2 separate regions of the Mus musculus genome follow, and region 1 is linked to region 2. A link is a contact called in public HiChIP or PLAC-seq data. All regions are on one chromosome and are shown on one strand. The core of a region is the stretch at or near the end of the contact, and the rest is flanking DNA. Distances in the headings are between cores, read along the strand shown.

Region 1 (6,706 bases), core at 3,066-5,565, 3.0 Mb after region 2:
GCTATGGCAAACAGGCCTGTAATTCCAGCACTCCACAGGCAAAAGCAGGAGGGCGTCTTCTCTCTCAGGGCATAGAGAAAAGCAGAGGCGACTGTGTTGTTACTTCCTCTAGAAGGTAAGGCATGGTCTCACTGGGTTTCCATCTCTAACCCCTTCACTCTAGGGGAAGCCAGGTCACGAGAACCACGGGCATGATGAAGAACTAAGGCTACTTGCAAAAGCTACAGATTCTCAGGTTTCCAGACAGCACAGAGAAGATATTTGGAGCCACCCAAGTAATTCCCGGTTCTAAATGTCTAAGGAACTGACTTATTTTAATCCATTAAGTTTTGAGGCATTTTGTTATGTAGAAATAAACGTAATGTCATATGCGTGTGCTGAAGTAAATTCTCAGTCACTGAAGAGGATAAAAAGCAAAAATGTTTGTTTTTTTTTTTTTTTTTTGGTTTTTCGAGACAGGGTTTCTCTGTATAGCCCTGGCTGTCCTGGAACTCACTCTGTAGACCAGGCTGGCCTTGAACTCAGAAATCCGCCTGCCTCTGCCTCCCGAGTGCTGGGATTAAAGGCGTGCGCCACCACGCCCGGCTGCAAAAATGTTTGGATCAATTATTTATTTATTTTTGGTGGGAGATAAATACATAAGATACATTTTATAAAGGACACATAAAAATCCAATGTGACTCTCCATAGCTTCAGAATGACTGCTCTAACTTTATACAAGTTCACTGAGATGCATAAAGTTAAGTATGACTAATGTTGCTTTGTGGTTGATTTTCTTTTTTTACAGGTTTTTTTAAGTTGGTTTGGTTTGGTTTTCATCTGTCTCTCTGTGTAGCCCTGACTGGCCTCAGAAATCGACCTGCCTCACTCTCCCAAATGTTAGAATCAAAGGTATATTTCATGGCATCTGGATGCAAGTTCTTTATAATAAAGCTTTAATACACTTAAAGAATGAATAAGCAAACCATTCCCTGCACCCGCGGCCCCCCCCCGCCCCCCCCCGCCCCTCCCGCCCCTCCCGCCCCCAGTCCAGGGAGATGTCCAGTCATCTTGCTCATGTCTTGATTTCCGAGGGACAGACCTTTCCTTCAGCACAAATGGTACCTTAGGGGCCCATTAGCTCATCACATCCACAAGGGTGTTCACTAGAGTGAACTGTGAGAGGGTTGTGCTATGGTGTCCAAAGCAGGATGACAGACAAGAAAGACACCAGTGTGGCGGTGTACACCTGAGACAGGACTGTGAGACTGTCTAAAAGGAGCAGGCACAGACATGAGATCTGCCCTTACCACTGTAGTCCCTCAGACCTGGCAGACACTAGGGAACTCGCAGTATCAGATGTAGATAGAGACCCTGAGCACTATTTCACAGAGTGAAAAGAATGGGAATGGCTATGCCCCACCCCATTCATACGCGACATCCCAATACTCAGTTATTAGAAAGTGATTTGGCCATGAACTCAGCTCCCAAGAGTAGGATTTAGCACCCTTCGAAGAGAAAGCAAAGGGCCCCTGCTCCATGTATCATATCAGGACAAGAGGAAGACATCAGTCTAGTCTAGGAAGCAGGTGGTCTCATTAAACACTTAGCACTGGGCACTTTGGTATTAGACCACCCATCTACCAGACTGTGCCAAAATAAATGCTTGTTGTTTAAGGACTCTACGGTTTATTGTTCATCTGTGGGTCTGAGGTTTGAATAAGTCATCCCACATGCTGGGCTCTAGCTCAGTGTTGCTATTACAGCAACCCAGTCTAAGACACTGTGCTCATTAAATTCTGTATTTGCATACACTTACATTTTCCAATTATAAAAAACAGATCCTACAATTAGCTTAAAGCACTACCTATTGTTCGGTTCCCAAACAAGCTTTCTGCTTTCACTGCAAGAATCCTCCCCACGGCACAATTAGGTGTGGCCGCCTTCCTCTTACTGGCAGCATTCCGGAAAGTGCTCGTTCCAAACAGAGTCATTGAAAATCGATATTTAGAGGAGTTAAGTCGACCAATTCATAAAAATCCTTATTCAAATATCTACTTAAGTCCTAACATTTTCAAACTTTTAGAAAGTCAGCCTCAGGGCTGGGTGGCTGAGGGCACTTGGCTGTTCCTCCAGGAGACCTGAGTTCAGTTCCCAGGACCTCTATGAAGCAGTTCAGGACAATGTGTAACACTAGTGCCCAAGGATTTGACACCTCCAGCCTCCTGGGCACTTCTACTGACGTGTGCACACCCACAAGCAGACACAGACATCTACACGTAGTTAAAAATAGTAAAAATGAGCCGGGTGTGGTGGCTCATGCCTTTAATCCCAGCACTCGGGAGGCAGAGGCAGGCGGATTTCTGAGTTCGAGGTCAGCCTGGTCTACAAAGTGAGCTCCAGGACAGCCAGGAATATACAGAGAAACCCTGTCTTGAAAAACCAAAAAAAAAGAAAAGTAAAAATGAAGAGAAAGCACACATGTTGATTATTCCCAAAGCAAAAAAGATAAATACAGGAAAACCTCAAAGAAAAACCCAAAGTGTTCTATACTCCTGTGAACATCTTTGTTTAATTATTCCAATCCTGTTTTATGTACTTGACATACTTTTTGTTTGTTTGTTTGTTTTGTTTTGTTTTCTTTTTTTTTTTTTTTTTTTTTTGATTTATTTATTTATTACATGTAAGTACACTGTAGCTATCCTCAGATACTCCAGAAGAGGGAGTCAGATCTCATTACGGATGGTTGTAAGCCACCATGTGGTTGCTGGGATTTGAACTTCGGACCTTTGGAAGAGCAGTCGGGTGCTCTTACCCACTGAGCCATCTCACCAGCCCCTTGTTTTGTTTTCGAGACAGGGTTTCTCTGTGTAGCCCTGGCTGTCCTGGAACTCACTCTGTAGGCTGGCCTCGAACTCAGAAATCCACCTGCCTCTGCCTCCCGAGTGCTGGGATTAAAGGCATGCACCACCACTGCCCGGCTTAACATACTTTTATAAAATTGAGATTTCATTTTAATTTCCTTATACAAAATATAAGACTAAGATTTATTATGCATACGAGTACTAGTATGTATGTTTTGCATATATAAATTCATTTAATGCTTACATCCCTAACTTCCATTGGGTATCTACCTATTACTGTCTTCATTATACAGATAAAAAGCCTAAAGTTGGTAGAAGTTAAGAATATGCCCAAGGTCACAGAGCCAAGAGCTGCCAATCCTTTAATCACCACATCTCTCTTATCTCCTTGGCTTACTCTAAGGATGGAGGGGGCAACATAGAGAGCTCCCAAAGCCCTAATATGACAAATAGAAAAGTTAGCTATTACCCTTGAAAAGGAGGAAGAACAGTCAGAGGGACCACTAGCAGTTGCCCTGACAGACATGTCTATAGCACTGTCCTAGAAAATGCCTGAAAGAGCCAGAAGGCAAGAAAGTATTGGGGAGGGGGGTGAGTTGTGAAAAACTAGACTGGGAAAGAAAAGAATGAGGGCTTGTGTGAGACCACCTACATAAGGTGTCATGAAGGGCAAACAAGTATAGCCCAGCAGTTAGGGCCACGACTCCAACCGCTCTGCCTGGGTTTGTAGTCCTGGTATCAGCTAGTATGTAACTAGTTATCAGCCTCTCTGTAACAGCTCCCATCTGCAGGAAGGAGGCAATCACATGCTCAGGCTATTGTGTGAAATAAATGGGTGAATTAATTATTGTGCTTAAATTAGTGTCAGTTACACACTTCTGTTTTCTAGTGTCTGGGGGATATTCTGAATTTCTAGAACTGACATTAATACTTCATTGACAGGGGTGTTCCTGATCTACTTTGTGAAGAGGCACGAAAGCAAATAAAACAGGAAACTGGGAGGAAAGAAAATACAGAGTCCAACTCTCTAGGACCTAAATAGTCTAATAGCCAGTCGGGGATGGAGACATTCCTGCCCGGATTTAACTCATCAGTAAATTCTCAGAATTAAGAATGTAAAGTCGGCTGATTTGCCCTAGGGAACAACGTGAACCCGCACACACCATGCAAGGTCACATTCTTTCAAGGGGGCAGAGACAGGCACGTTCACTCCTTTAACTGCCTCATATTGTCATATGAATGTTCCCCTATCATTGCTGTCAAAGGCACGCTTGGATCCATTGCACCAACCAGCAAGAAGAGAAAGCCACTCATCTACTTACTACCTTCTCCCCCAAACCGAACTGAGATGAAGATTCTGAAATGCTCCCAAGGCAAAGAAAGAGATGGGATGAATGAAGTGATGTTATCCTAGCCGTGAAAAGGGTCCTGAGGGGAGGACTGGAGGAAAGCACACACAGGAAAAGCCTGAGGGCAGAATGACATTCCACACCAGGGTGGAGGGAGGCATCCTTCCTCCCTCCCCAGGATAAAGACACTATAGGAGTGGCTGGGTAACAGGAAAAAGAAATGAGTATTTTAAAAGGCGGGTGCTGTGCTACAGAAAACAAGCCGGGTTCTTAGCGTAGAGCCTTCTTTAGAAAGTTTAGATTTAAAAGTATGCAACATCAGGCCCCACTGCAGGGGGTACACACCTATACTCCTAGCACTGGGAGATGGAGGCAGGAGGGTGGTGAGTTTGAGTCCAGCCTAGGCTATGAAGATACCGGGTCTTAAAACACTAAGAGCTGGAGATGTAGCGCAGTGGTATAGTGCTTGCCTGGTTCCCATATGATTTTGGGTTTGGTCCACAACAGGCAAAGAGAGGGACAGTGTAGTGAGAATTCTGGACTTGTACTTTCTTTACAAAAAACATAGAAATAGGCTGGAGAAATGGCTCAGAGGTTAAGAGGACCTCAGTTCAATTCCCAGCCATGGTGACTCACAAACATCTGCAGTAATGGGATCTGATGCCCTCTTTTGGTGGATCTAAAGACAGCTACAGTGTACTCATTAAAAAACAAAAAACAAAAAAACAAAAAACAAACAAACAAACAAAAAACCAAGAAATATTATGACTGGTTAGCTCACTTGGTTAGAGTGTGATGCTAACAACACCAAGGTCAAGGGTTCGATCCCTGTACAGGCCACATATATCATATATTTGACCTGGGGGGGGGGGGGGAGGCCGGACAGTGGTGGTGCACGCCTTTAATCCCAGCACTTGGGTAGCAGAGGCAAGTGGATTTCTGAGTTTGAGGCCAGCCTGGTCTACAGAGTGAGTTCCAGGATAGCCAGAGATAGACAGAGAAAGCCTGTCTCAAAAAACAAAAACCAACAACAACAAAAAAAAGCACTGACTGCTCTTCCAGAGGTTCCAAGTTTGATTCCCAGCAACCACATGGTGGCTCCCAACCATTTGTACTGGGATCCGATGTCCTCTTCTGGTGTGTCTGAAGACAGTTACAGTGTACTCATATAAATATAATAAATAAATAAATCTTTAAAAAAAGAAATATTATAATATGCTTTCATATTAATCCTGGGTATGAGCATACGGGGCTGCTTCAGACTGTCCAAAGCAGCTGACTATGATTTGTCTCACGCTCTGTCAGGGGCATGGTTTTGTCAGCTGCAGAATAGTTTCTGCGGTTGTGTGATGTTTGGAATTCTGGGAACTTTTCAGAGGGTGTATAAATGCTAGGACCCCGAGAGTTGGTGGTTGTTCAGGGGAATTGGTTGTAGTTTGTTAGTAGTCATGCTCAAAGAAAGAAATGAGATTCAGATCTCTCTCTCTTCCGGACCCCCTTCCTTCCTTCCCTCCTATCTATTGATAGGGAGTGAAACCTAGGAAATAAAGGGTGGGAAAAAGAAGAACCCACAAAGTAGCAAAGGGAAGCAACAGAACAGACTTGCAGCTATGGCTCAGTCATTTTAATCATACATAGACTCTTTGGGGCTAAACATTCCACAATTAATTTAAACATCCTGTTAAAAGATTTTGGTAGTTTTTCATTTGGGAACTTCACAAGTAAAATGTTATTCATACTCGGATTCTATGTCTCAAATATTTGCAGGGGTTTCTCTGCACATATAGACAGGGGTTGAATTGCTAGGATAGTCATAGTATCAGCCTTTTTCTTAGACAGGGTCCCATTATGTCACTCAGGATGGCCTGTTACTTAATAATTCTTCTGCCTCAGCCTCATGTGTGCTGGGATTACAACCCTGTGCCATTATCCCATCCTCTAACTTCAGTTTTTCTTTTCTGAGTCAGGTTCTCAATGTGTAGCCTCTGTGGCTTGGAACTTGCTACATAGACCAGGCTGGTCTCCAAGTCTCACTGATCTGCCTGCCCCCAACTCCCAGTGCACTACATCTGGACTTAGGTAGGTAGAGTAAGCTCACACATCTTGCTTTACTTCTGACTGTTCTTGGTTCTTTGGTCTTTCATATACATTTTTAGAATTACTTTATCCAAATATTATCCCAAACTCTATGGAAAGTTTCATTGGAATTGCACTAAATTTACAAATCAATAGGAAAAGCTATGTCTTGAGTTTTCTATTGGTCTAGACATGAACATAGTACTTTTCTCTCAGTCTACTTTGACTTTCTCCATAATCTGATAGCTTTCTTTGCTATATACTCATGCAAATCCTTCTAGTAACCTCTTGTTTTAATATCTTACTATAACTGGTATTTTAATGTCTTTTAAAAATTAATGTAGACAAATGCAACCATTCATAGAATGTATATTCCATGAATGTACTATTTCTATATTGATAATTCTAACACAACGGGGCTCCTGATTTTTCTTTTTG
Region 2 (6,841 bases), core at 3,371-5,870:
CACCGCTCGCTCTGCTGGTCGTAGCTCTTGGGGTCACGAGTGTATCATGTGAATTTATTTTTCTGGTGTAAGAGATTCTCATAATTATTTGGATAGTTTTATATTGATAAAAGAATAATTTTTTAAATGTTACAAAAAGTTCACTTGTTACTGCAAAATTCTAAGAATTTAACAAAAAATTCAGTATTTTTTTTTACCTTTTGAATGACTATAATTGTGTTTTAATTCTGCAGAATTAAACTTTTACTTCATATTTCCAGTATAATTCCTGTATATAGAAGACGATTCCTATTTAATTTTGAACATGGAGAACTTTTCCTAAATACTTTTTAACCTAAAATAAACTAATAGTGTACATTTGGTGTATACAGTTATTTATTTTATATATCTTGCACACATTAAAAATACCTGAAATTGTCTACAGCCATACCACCCTGAACACGCCCGATCTTGTCTGATCTCTGGAGCTAAGCAGGGTCGGGCCTGGTTAGTACTTGGATGGGAGACCGCCTGGGAATACCGGGTGCTGTAGGCTTGAAAAAAAAAACCTGAAATTTATTTTAGTTTCAAGTATTATTTTTCATTATTTTTAATATGAGTCTCAGTTTGAAGTTTATTTCTTGCCCTTGTTTTAAAAACTACTTTTTCCTTAGAAAAGCAGGGTTACAATTTGTGTGTATTGTTTTCTTTTTGCAACAGGAGTCTCACTCTGTAGCCCAGGCTGGCCACAGACCTTCTACCTCAGCTTCCAAAGTGCTGGGATTATGGGTCCGGGCCACCGTGCCAGGCTAGCGGTGTAGTTTTTATTGTTAATAATCCTGTGGTTGGAACCTGGGCTGTTTTGTGTCACCAGCTGGAGAGAGATAGTCTTCACATGTTGTATGTTTCTCCTGACTCAGTTGGTCTGAACAGGCTGGTGGCATGTCTCTGTGACTGAACAAAAAGTACTGTCATGGCTGAAACGGTGTCCTGCACCTCTTCCGGCGATCATTGCTTCACGAGTTTATTTGACTGTCTCTTCTTGCAAGTTTGCATTTGGTATCTCTGCTCAATAGATATGTGCGTGTATTTCTAGTTTTATCTGAAATGAAAGTTGTTTTCCTGTGAAAATGCTCAGCTCTCCTGAGGACTGTCTTCCCACATTTGATGTAAACCACAGAACCTAACCTTATGTGGCAGACTACTTGACTGAGACAATACAACATTAAACCTGCTGTCTCGTGGACAAAGTAAAAAGCAAGCAAGCAAACATACTAAGTGATAGATTCTATTTGCTCGATTTGGTGCATAACTGCCATGTTACAACATTACAGTTCTGTAGGATGACTTTCATCCTAAGGACGTGGGCCTGCCGTCTGTGTTAGGCATTTTTGGTTGGTTAAGAAGCACTTAAGTGATATTCAATATATAAAGTTTTCCTTTTTTGTTTTTTTTTTTTGTGTTTGTTTTGTTTTTCAGAACAGGGTTTTTCTATATAATAGCACTGACGGTTCCTTTTTTAATTTTTAGCAAACTTGCACACTTGCAGATACTTTACTTGATTAAGAAAAAGATTTTGAGTGGCACTTTTGATAACCTACGTACGAGAAAAATGCTTATTTTTGATATTGTGACAAAAAAGCACTAAATTGCATTTTCTATTATATATTTGACAATCTGTAGTTAAAAACTTTGCAAAATTAATATGTTATTGACCAGTTCTGGTTTTAACTGTAGTTAAAATGGTAAGAATCTTGTTTTTCATTTGTATTAAAAACAAATTCATTAAAATAAGTATTTTAGTATGCAAGGGGTATTCTTCTTCTTTTTTTTTTTTTTTTTTTGGTATTGTTTTGAGGAAGAAGTTCAGAGTTCTGTGTTATTTTGATACTCGTGACTCACAGTCTGAAGGGGACATGGCACTTGAGAATGGATTAGGCTTAAGACCTCCTACCCTGGATCTGCGCAGGCAGTCGACTCTCAGAGACCAGCTCTTTATTCCTTCCCTACCGGGAATCCTAGATGTGGTCCATAGGCCAGCTTCACACAGCCCAGTCTCACCTAGGGGAGCTCGGAAGCTGCTGGACCATGGCCCCCTGGGGGCAGTGATGGAGCCCCTAGCAGAATGTGCCTAAATACTTTCAACCCAGGTCACCAGATTCTTCATTCTTCCTTGCTGACAGTTTTCAGTAAGAGAGAGAGAGAGAGAGACCAGGTATGTGTTAGGTGGATTTCACTGGGAACTCGGACCAGTGGCCTTTCCAGACTGAGAGCAGTGAGGGAGTGAAGGGTGCACACCTCACTGGGTGCAATCTGTTTCTTTCAGCACACCGTGACTTTCTAATTAAAACGGACTTAAGGGAAAATATCTACTTCAAGTCACAAGTTGATTGCAATAGAGAAGAATGTTAAAAACTGAACCGTGTTTAAGATGTTTTGGAAGAAGAGGTAGAAAGACTGTAAGGTCCCCTCAGGAGGGGATGGATGACAGGGTACATGTCTTCCTGACCTAACAGGACTGAATTCAGAGACTGTCGGTGTGCACAGGGCCTGGAACTTTGAATGTAGTACAGACTGTTTGGAACTCCAGGCTTCCCCGTCCTGGTTTACGGTGTGCTGGGACTGCTTAGCTAACACAACTTATTCTTACTGTCCATCTTTTACATGAAGTAAAGTTGGTAAGTGCCTGTGCACCTCAGGATTCCTCCCTGTGTCTGTGCAGGTGTGCAGATGGAGGGTAGAGGTCACGGTTGGGGGTGTGCATGTGTGGGCATGGGTGTGCCATGGCGTGTGTATGGAGGACAGAGGACAACTTCCAGGAGTCTATTCTTTTTTTTTTTAAATATTTATTTATTATTATATCTAAGTTCACTGTAGCTGTCTTCAGACACACCAGAAGAGGGCATCCGATCTCTTTACAGATGGTTGTGAGCCACCATGTGGTTGCTGGGATTTGAACTCAGGACCTTCAGAAGAGCAGTCAGTGCTCATAACCTCTGAGCCATCTCTCCAGCACCCCCACCCCCAGGAGTCTATTCTTTTTCACCAGGTGGGTGACCAGGAGTGAACTTGGGTTCAGGCTTGGCAGTAAGTTCCTTTACCCCCTGAGCTGTCTCGATTCCCTAATCCTCTTTTTGAGATGAGGTCTCAGTTAACCTGGAGCTCACCAGGCCGACTACACTAAGCAGCAAGCCCTGCGATCCCTGGACTGGTATCATAGCTCTCTCCATAGGTGATGGGGATCTGAACATGGGTTCTCACTGCAAACACTATACCTACCACTCTACCCTCACCTCAGAAATTGAGTTTAAACAAACACCAATGGCTGTGAACTCCTGACCAGAACGTGAATATTACAAGGACTCCAGGGAATTAATATCCAGTCAATTCCTTCTCCCAAGGGACATAATATAAAAGGAATCTTAGCTCATGTAGCTATCTTAGAAACTTAACGTATTTTTAGACGCTTGTAACTTGTGTTTATCCAAAGCTCATAGTCTACTTAAGTTCCACCATTCAGTCACCCTGCTGATGAACATCAGGCTGTTTCTAACTTGGGGTGTTTCAAATAAACAATTATGAACACTTTTGTGCAGCTTTTGTTAATTATGTTCTTTTTGACAAATGGTAGAAGATATGGTGGATCATGCTTGATTTTATAAAAACAAAGCAACTTGTGTGTTTTCTTCCTCCCAAAGTGATTGTACCATTTAATGCTCCAGGACAGTGTCTTGAATGTTCTAGTTGATCTGTGTCCTTAGCCAGAGTCTCAGTATTGTCAACGTTTTAATTTTGCCCATTTCTAGGGGATGCTTTTTGGGGCCTGAGGCTTTCGTTACTCCGGCTAATGATTCTGAACACTTAGTGTCTGTTGACCATCTGACTGCCTTCCTCTGAATTATCTGCGCCCATGTGGAACCATGTTACCAGATAGACGTGAGAACTGGACAGGTTGAGTGAGCTCAGACCCCGGGAATCTGAGACCGGTAGGAGTGGAGCCGCTTCCTGCCTGTCTGTGCACCTTCTCCGGAACCATGACACCCCACTGCGGACTGGGATAGCTCCACGCCTTCAGCCAATGAGCTTCCCTTACTGGGTATTAATCCCTGGTTCACCCTGAATAAAGTGTGTTGTGTCTGGCCAGCCGACTACATGTTTGGGTTCTAGGCTGGAAAGGCATTTTGGAAACCTGGAAGAGAAGAAGGGCTAGGTGGGCAAGAAAATGATGCAGCTAAAACAGGCATTCTGATCAAAGCTCAACTTTTTATTTCCGACACTCATTTATGAAGAATGGGGAGGGACCGGATTCCCGCCAAATAATCTTGGAGTCCAGTTGCAGGGTGACCACGTGTATGGCTCAGTGGGCGTGGCAGAACGATTGAGCGGGAAGCTCCACCCCTGAGCAAGCAGGTTTCAGGCTGGGGGAGGGGAGACTACAAAAATGTATCCGTGTACATCCACCATCAAATAAATCAGTCTGAACAAGTAAGGACCGTCTCAGGGAACTGCCCCCTTAATGGATCTCTCCGGGGAAGTTCCTTGACTAAAGAGCTGGACCTGACTCCTGAGGAAGGCTTTCTTCCCTCCAGCCCCTCCAGGATTCTTGGCCACTGAGTCAGAGTGTGTCTGCTTCTCCCAGGCTCTGCCTCCGCTCTCCACCTGGAGGGTGGACGATCTAAGGGGAGGCATGGATTCTGGTTTCTGTCACTCAGCAATGTGCCGTGGCGCCTGGGCACCCACGGTGGAGAGGCAGAATGCGTATGGCACTAACATATTTTAATATATTTTCATGAACAATTTTTTTTGTGGGGGTGGTATCTCAAGGCGGGGTTTCTATATGTAGTCCCGGCTGTCCTGGAACTCTTTTTGTGGACCAGTTAGCCTCGAACTCACAGAGATCTTCCTGCTTCTGCCTCCCAAGTGCTGGGATTAAAGACGTGCATCCAGCTCCAGACTTCAAATTTTTAAAGACATTTAATTTTTACACATTTTCTTTTTATTGTTATTGCTCCTTTTTGATTCATGCTAAGAAGACACATGCCAGTCTGAGGAACCCCAAATAACAGTCTCTAGAACAGCTGTTCACCCGGGAGTGGCAACCCCCCTGGGGGCTGCATATCACATATCCTCCATATCAGCTATTTACATATAGTTCATAACAGTAGCACAATTACCATTATGAAGTAGCAACAAAATAATTTTATGGTTCGAGTTCACCACAACGCGAGGAACTGCTTTATTACTCAGGAAGTCACTCATGCCTTCCTGATGGCTCTGCAGACCTATGTAAGTGGCCACCTTTCCCGTGCTTGTGCTGTAGGCTTGTATCACAGGACAAGCTCAATGGCTTGGTCCTCTTTTAGAAGTCTCTCCTACCTACTTGTGGGGGTTTCTCCCACTTTTTCCTAGTTTCTCACTTTTCAAGTTCAAGTTCTCAGGTTTTTGTTTGTTTGTTTGGTTGGTTGGTTGGTTGGTTTTTTGTTGTTTTTTTTTTTTTTTTTTTTTTTTTTTGAGACAGGGTTTCTCTCTTCCTGGCTGCCCTGGAACTCACTCTGTAGACCAGGCTGGCCTCGAACTCAGAAATTCGCCTTCCTCTGCCTCCCAAGTGCTGGGATTAAAGGCGTACGCTACCATGTCCGGCTAAGTTCTCAGTTTTTAAAGAAATCTTAAAAAGCTTGCCTATACTTTTTGTATACCCAGTGAGAGTCCACATCTTCAATTTTCATTAATATGAGATAGTGACCTTGGAGCGACTCCCTCAGCTTGACCTTAGGTCCCAGTGGGATGTCTGGCATCTCAGGACCTTGAGTTATGCATAATTGGGCTGTGAACTTTGTAATTTATAGCATACTTTGAAAAGGTGGACAGGTTTTAGAAACAGGATTTTATAGTGAAAGGTTAATTTAACCAACAGTTGAAATCTTGTATGTAAGGTCATATACACATGTGTCCTGGGCACATCTATGGCAACAGATACTTGAATTTCACAAGAGGGGTGGGAGCTTGAGAAGTTAGTGTTCCTCGTTATACCATTTCATGTATTATGATTATTCTAATGGTGCTGTGGGGATGGTCTGCTAATAGAAGCCCTCAGTAGGGTATTCTGATAAGGGAATTCAATAATTCTATCATTTTAATCACATGTGTTACTCTTGGGTTCACGTCCCATGTCTGATCTTTCACCTTCTCAGTTGGATATGAGTCTCAAGAGCCTACATTATTCTTCCCTGTAATTGTTCAATATATATAGCCATGGATTTTGTGGTAATTAAACCTATTAAACAGAAAGCTCTCTTCTCCCTCCCTCTGATCTGTATGGTTTGTATAGTCCAGGAACTTCAGGGTTAGTCCAGTCTCCTTGACCTGACTGATGTTTTTTATGTTTCTCACAGTGAAGGATAAACACCAGAATCTTCTGATTAAAACTTCAGAAGTTCCAACCAGCCAAACCCATGGGAGGCTAGAATGATTTCACAAGCAATGATTACTCTGTAAAGGTGGCATTGGCTTGTGCCAGTAGGTTTTGAAGAAATAGCTGGTGGAATAAAGGAGTTGAGAAATGTTGGGACAGGATATGAGAGGCAGGAACAACACAGAGTTTTCTAGGACAATGCCAGGAAGTCTCCAAGAGGACAGCTGTTCCCTCAGCTGGCAGTTACCTGTAAGTACTGGATCTGGTACCAGTAGAGGTGTTAAAGGCCTCCTCCTGTACTTCAGTTGCTGCTAGAGTGCCAGGGTGTTTTCTCACTCACTGAGTCAGGGGCGATGGAGGGGCCTTGATTTCCCTGCACTTCTCAGCAACTGGCTGCTTCACTTAACAGCAGCCTCCAGGGTACACACCCAGAATCCGCATTAGCTCATC

What was found. HiChIP or PLAC-seq counts read pairs in DNA pulled down with a chosen protein or histone mark.
Region 1: a contact with region 2 is called in an H3K27ac HiChIP or PLAC-seq map of embryonic stem cells, with 8 times the contacts expected there. The contact joins two enhancer-like sites. A contact is called at or near these places in 4 of 39 promoter capture datasets (cranial neural crest, embryonic stem cells, hippocampal neurons and 1 more) and 1 of 115 datasets of contacts at active chromatin or transcription factors (embryonic stem cells).

Annotation. Positions count from the first base shown.
Region 1 is chr4:56,854,841-56,861,546 of GRCm38.p6, forward strand. The region is part of intron 1 of Ctnnal1 (catenin (cadherin associated protein), alpha-like 1); the gene reads right to left. Among named protein-coding and RNA genes, the nearest start is that of Ctnnal1, 7.0 kb to the right of the region's middle. Within about 2 kb of position 4,316, at least 16 of the 459 cell types and tissues checked have an H3K27ac peak or open chromatin away from gene starts, as enhancers often do. A contact at or near this core is called in embryonic stem cells, where this site is marked.
Region 2 is chr4:53,860,236-53,867,076 of GRCm38.p6, forward strand. It overlaps Tmem38b (transmembrane protein 38B), which reads left to right. Exons shown (of 6, transcript NM_028053.2): 6 at 1-1,783. It also overlaps LOC115490001. Among named protein-coding and RNA genes, the nearest start is that of Tmem38b, 38 kb to the left of the region's middle. Within about 2 kb of position 4,621, at least 13 of the 459 cell types and tissues checked have an H3K27ac peak or open chromatin away from gene starts, as enhancers often do. A contact at or near this core is called in embryonic stem cells, where this site is marked.